2 separate regions of the Sus scrofa genome follow, and region 2 is linked to region 1. A link is a contact called in public HiChIP or PLAC-seq data. All regions are on one chromosome and are shown on one strand. The core of a region is the stretch at or near the end of the contact, and the rest is flanking DNA. Distances in the headings are between cores, read along the strand shown. Region 1 has its middle 78 kb from the start of BTG3. Region 2 overlaps TMPRSS15 (transmembrane protease, serine 15).

Region 1 (2,752 bases), core at 101-2,600:
CTACATTCTCTGAGTGACAGGTGTGTTATACTTTGATTTGGGAGTTGAGCTAAGATTTTCACTAATCAATTAATTAACTGCTGGGGGAAAAAAAATGCTTAGAAGAGTATATACTGAAATGGTTCCCAGGTTTTGCTATGAAAAAAATGTCAAGGACATTTTTTAAAAACACAGGTTCTTAAGTCTCATTCCAGACCTATTGAATTAGATCTTCTAGAGCCTGTGGGCCAGGCATTTTGACCATGCTGCCCAGGTGGGTCTTCTCAGCTTCGGGCTAGCATCAGCTCAGGGACCAGCATTTGGGAATCACTAGGACAAAAGACTGACCCCAGGTTTGAAGTTTGGCTGTGCTGGGTTTAAATTCAGGCTCTCTCTTTTATTAGCTGTTTGACCCAGAGCTAGCAATGTAACACTTCCGAGCTTTGGTTATGATACCTGTAACAAGGAGCCAACATTTGCCCCTGTGGAAGGACTGAAAATCTGATGTGGCTTTCACATCAGATGCTTTTGGCTCTTTTACATCCTCTCTGCTCATTCTTCATGGGGACAAAGTAGTTTGATTTGCTACTGCTCTACTCACCACACTGAAGTTTACTGACAGTGAAAGCATTTTTAAAAAGACAAGGAGTTTCTGTTGTGGCTCAGCAGGTTAAGAACCTGACACAGTGTCCATGAGGACATGGGTTCAATCCCTGGCTTTGCTTAGTGGTTTAAGGATCCGGCCTTGCTGTGAGCTGTGGTGTAGGTTGCACACACAGCTTGGATCCACATTGGTGTGGCTGCAACTCTCATTTGACCCCTAGCCCGGGAACTTCCATACGGTGATACTAAAAAGGAAAAAAAAAATACATAAGCTTAGTTTTGCTCCACAGGACCATTTCTTTTTGAATCTCCTGAGAATTCTGGCTTAGGTCATATCATCTCTATTTATCAACACCCGTTGGGGAAAAGCCAAAGAAGGGAGACATCAAGTCCTCAGACACCCCATCAAGCCCTGGCCTGCACTGATTTTCTTTGCAAATTGGCTTAAGGCAATTCCAAAGTCAGGGCTGGTAACTTGGCTTTCAGTTTCAAATTTCTGCTGCAGTTGAGCTCTGTCCTTACATGCTGGTATAGGGGGGTTTTGCTTCTTTGTCAGAAGCTCAGGCGCAGTGAATTAGGCCACACCTGCTGCTCCTTTATTTTTCTTTTTTTCTCTGGTTTATCTTAACAAATCAGGACATCCTTCCCTCTGAATCTGAAGTGTGGAAAATCAGGGGGCAGCCTCCAATTGTTCTTTGGCAAGGGATGTGATTCTGAGGAAGGAGCTGACTACTCCCTTCCTCTGGCCTGGAACATTCTTCTAACTAAGCAATTATTCATCTGCTCTTTGGGAAGAGAGTTGTTCCTCCTTCCTGAATATATACGGCCAACATGAACTCATCAAGGAGGAAAATTTCTACCTCCATGGTAGAAACATTTGTGGAGCAGAAGAGGAGTGGAGTTTGGCAACTGTTCCATTATTTTGTGGAAAGAAGAAAGCCAGGGAAAAATAAAATTCTGCTTAAAGGAAGAGTTTAAGCACGCAGGTCCATGGGGGTGGCTTTTCCAGCAGTTGTGGCAGATGTGACGGAGGAGTCAGGAAGGCACATCTGAATTTCAGGAGTTGGTGAACTCAGCATTTAAGTTTATTTGCAAGTAAAACCCGAGGGGCTTGTTGTTTTCTATTTTGAGAGTTGGGCATTAGCTAAATCAGGAATGAAGAATCCTACAAAAGTATGTTTACTGCTGAATTTCTCTACTGCTTCTGCTTAGCAACTTCAAGCAGAGTAAAGGAGACAACTATAAATCTTTCAGTGAATCAAGATATGGCAACTGGACAACATTGGGATATTATATTAGAGTGTTATTTTTAGGACAATAGCTCTATTCTTAAATGATACTTCTTAGGCCCGAGAGTAAGTCTAAATTTTAAGTTATCCCTTTAAATCTATGCACATCTCTCAGAATCTCAGGAGAAATAAATATTCTGAAAACAAAACGTGACTTTGCATTATTTTTACCAGAAAAATCCTCTTTAAGTCAAATACTAAAGCAATGCACATATGTTCAAATTAGTCAGAAGTAAAATTGTTAGGTAAAGCTGAAATATTCATGTGAAAAATAAATGGAAACAAAAAGATGAGTAAGCTGTCACTAATTTTATTTTCAGATTAGCAGTCTTGAATGCAGAGTGTCCTCTCTGAGATAAACTTTTTTTTTTTTTTTTATTGAAGTATAGTTGATTTACAATGTGGCGTTAATTTATGCTGTACAGCAAAGTAACTCAGTTATGCTCAGTCGGACCTTCTATTCCTCCAGCCTATGTATAATAGTTTGCCTCAGCTAATCCCAAACTCCCAATCCTTCCCTTCCCCAGCCCCCACCCTTGGCAATAACAAGTCTGTTCTCTATATCTGTGAGTTTGTTTTTATTTCATAGATATGTTGATTTCTGTCATTTTTTTAGATTCCACATGTAAGTGATATCATATATTATTTGTCTTTGATTTCCTTTACTTAGTATGATTATGTCTAGGTCCATTCATATTGCTGCAAGTGGTATTATTTCATTCTTTTTAAAGGGTGAATAGTATTTCATTGCATACATGTACCATATCTTCTTTATCCATCTGTCAATGGACGTTTAGGTTGTTTTCATGTCTTGGCTATTGTAAATAGTGCTGCTATATACATAGGGGTGCATGTATCTTTTAAAATTATAGGGTTTTTTT
Region 2 (2,700 bases), core at 179-2,678, 650 kb after region 1:
TCAGCTACATGCACTAAATGATTTGCCTTCATAAAAATGTTCAGAATACAGCCAGGCAAATGATACATATGGGTATAAACGGCCTGAACACAGCTTTTAAACTTCATTACTTTTGCTCCTTTTTGCATAGACTCACAATTTAGCTCAGTATTTTCATTCACTAATCCCGAATATATTTTTCCTTCCCATAACAATTCATTTTCTCTTTTAAATCTTATAGCACATTTAGTTCATGTACTTCTCTTTAATGTCATCCATTATTAGTCATCTTAATTTATATCTGGGTCACTTCGAATTAGAGTAAAATCTTCTTGCAAGCATGAACCAGGAGGTATAACCTATAGCTTTTTATCTTATATTTGCCAAATATAGTATGTATTAAAAATAAAATTTATTCAATTTTCATAATACTTAGTTTTCCCTAAGTTATTTTCTATGATGTTATTTCTGTTAATAGCGTATTCTAAAGCAATGACTCATGGAATACGTCCTTTTTCTCTTGATACATTGTTAACTCCTCATATGCCAGAGGAAATTTATCAAAGTCAAATTGCTGCTCTTGGAATCTGAGTGCTAGAATAATCTAATCCTACACTGATAGAAGGAAAACCTCATTGTAACATTATACAGTGATTCTGTCACATTATAAAATATAAGCTATTATATGACATCAAATATTTCATATGATGAACAGCAGAAAGAAATTGAAAAGCACGTAGAAATCTTGCTTAAAAATATCTCACATTTTGGCTGTTTTTTTGCTACTTTTGGTATATATTTTTAAAAGGCATATAAGATAAAGTTGTTAAAAAAAGGTAAATACATTTCAAGATTCAAAGTCTATTTAAGTACAATGGCATAGGAATGAAATGCATTGGATTATGCCCTAGGAATTAACTGCATTGAATTTGTGTTGGACTATTAGAGGCTGATTCCCAGAGGGGGACAAATAGAAAAGAACAAACTAAGGACAGAAAAGATAATAACACAATATCACAGACTTCAGGAAATGAAAGAAAAAATTGTGGCTTGTTGGGAGAAATGCATCACTTTTAATACTTGAGCAAAAAGGACAATTAAAGCTAATTTGTATGATTTGAAGATAAATAGTAAAACATGTTAATGCAGAGCTAAATCATTTTCTAGTTGTAAAAAAAAAAAAACAAAAAACCCAAAACCAAAAACTCCTTCTTTACTCTCAACTCTCTGCACATCACAAACCACAGAAAATAAATGAATTCCTTAGCTTCAATAACCATAAAAGAATTGTGTCTGCTTTGTATTTTAAGTGATATATGAAGTTTTTAATCACAATTTGTCAAGAAATATGTGGATTCCAAGATTACAGGCAGGGCAAGAATGTCCACTGCTAGGGTAAATAGTCTATATTTAAACTATGCCATTTAGGAACCCGCTGAGGAAGGGCAATCAATCCTACCAGCCCTAAAATACACCTGCTAGCATCAGTGGAGCATTTATTGTGTGCCAGCACTGCTCTAAGGTCATTTATATGTATTCATGTCCTTTTCACCACAAAATTATGAAGTTTCCAGTGGGGAAACTGAGAGTACAGAGGGGTTAAGTAACTAAAATAAGCTCTCCCAACTTATAAGTGATGATTTGAAGCAAGTAGTCTTATCTAATACCTAATATTAACCTAATACTGCAATATATAGAGCTATCATAATGATATCACCCACTCTTTGAGCTGAAAAGCAGGCTGTGTGTGTTTGTGAGAGAGAAAGAGAGAGAGAGAGAGAGAGAGAGAGAGAGAGATTGTAAATGAATGAAGAAACAGGAAATTAAAAAAAAAGAATTTCATCGTGTTCAGGGTTTTTGAAATTAGAATATAAATTATGTTTGGACTAGCACTTCACAACAAACAGGAGGAAGCCAAAAAAAGAGAGTGAAAAGGGGAAAAAAAGCAAGATCGGTTTTAGATTCCACATGTAAGTGATGCCATATGGTATTTGTTTTTCTCTTTCTGACTTCACTTAGTATGAGAATCTCTAGTTGCATCCATGTTGCTGCAAATGCCATTATTATATTTCTTATGGCTGAGTACTATTCCACTGTACATGTACCACATCTTAATCCATTCATCCGTTGATAGGCATTTAGCTTGTTATAATTTCCAAGATACAGGCTTGTGCTAGGGGATTTTTTCATACCTTCATTTAATTTCAGGGTGTTTCTGAAGAACCTAATTTTACATAAGACAACGAAGCAGGATAGACTTTGAGAAAAACAGATATAACCTAGCCATGGCTAAGTAGGATTACTGGGGGTTCAGGATTATAATTTGTTAGATTAGAAAGTGCTTTTCAATGTAGCATCAGAGAAAGGGATAAATGAGCTGTCAAATAATATCAGCTATTCTATTGCACTGCCAGAAATTGCCTGTAATGGTAATTTCACATTGATGTTCTTAGGACCCACTGAGAGCGCCCTCTGCTGGCTAAACATTTACTGGTTGCATGTTTGGTCAGAGCTTTGAATTCTCCAGGACACAGAACTCACACACAATCTCTGACTATCCACCCAGGTCTGTTGTACACATACATTTGAGGCACGCAGACAATCTATGGAGACACTTGCCAACCTCCAAATAGGTCTGAACATTGGCCTAAAGTCTGTGAGTCAGCATTTTTTCTTCTCACAGGTCAGCTAAAAAGTGAACTTTTTTGCTGATGCAATTCT

The links. HiChIP or PLAC-seq counts read pairs in DNA pulled down with a chosen protein or histone mark.
Region 2: a contact with region 1 is called in an H3K27ac HiChIP or PLAC-seq map of skeletal muscle, with 10 times the contacts expected there. The contact joins two enhancer-like sites. A contact is called at or near these places in 7 of 47 Hi-C or Micro-C datasets (embryonic fibroblasts, epiblast stem cells, fetal skeletal muscle and 4 more) and 1 of 2 datasets of contacts at active chromatin or transcription factors (skeletal muscle).

Annotation. Positions count from the first base shown.
Region 1 is chr13:182,304,666-182,307,417 of Sscrofa11.1, forward strand. No RefSeq gene overlaps it. Among named protein-coding and RNA genes, the nearest start is that of BTG3, 78 kb to the left of the region's middle. Within about 2 kb of position 1,351, at least 12 of the 83 cell types and tissues checked have an H3K27ac peak or open chromatin away from gene starts, as enhancers often do. A contact at or near this core is called in skeletal muscle, where this site is marked.
Region 2 is chr13:182,958,968-182,961,667 of Sscrofa11.1, forward strand. The region is part of intron 7 of TMPRSS15 (transmembrane protease, serine 15); the gene reads right to left. Among named protein-coding and RNA genes, the nearest start is that of TMPRSS15, 28 kb to the right of the region's middle. Within about 2 kb of position 1,429, at least 2 of the 83 cell types and tissues checked have an H3K27ac peak or open chromatin away from gene starts, as enhancers often do. A contact at or near this core is called in skeletal muscle, where this site is marked.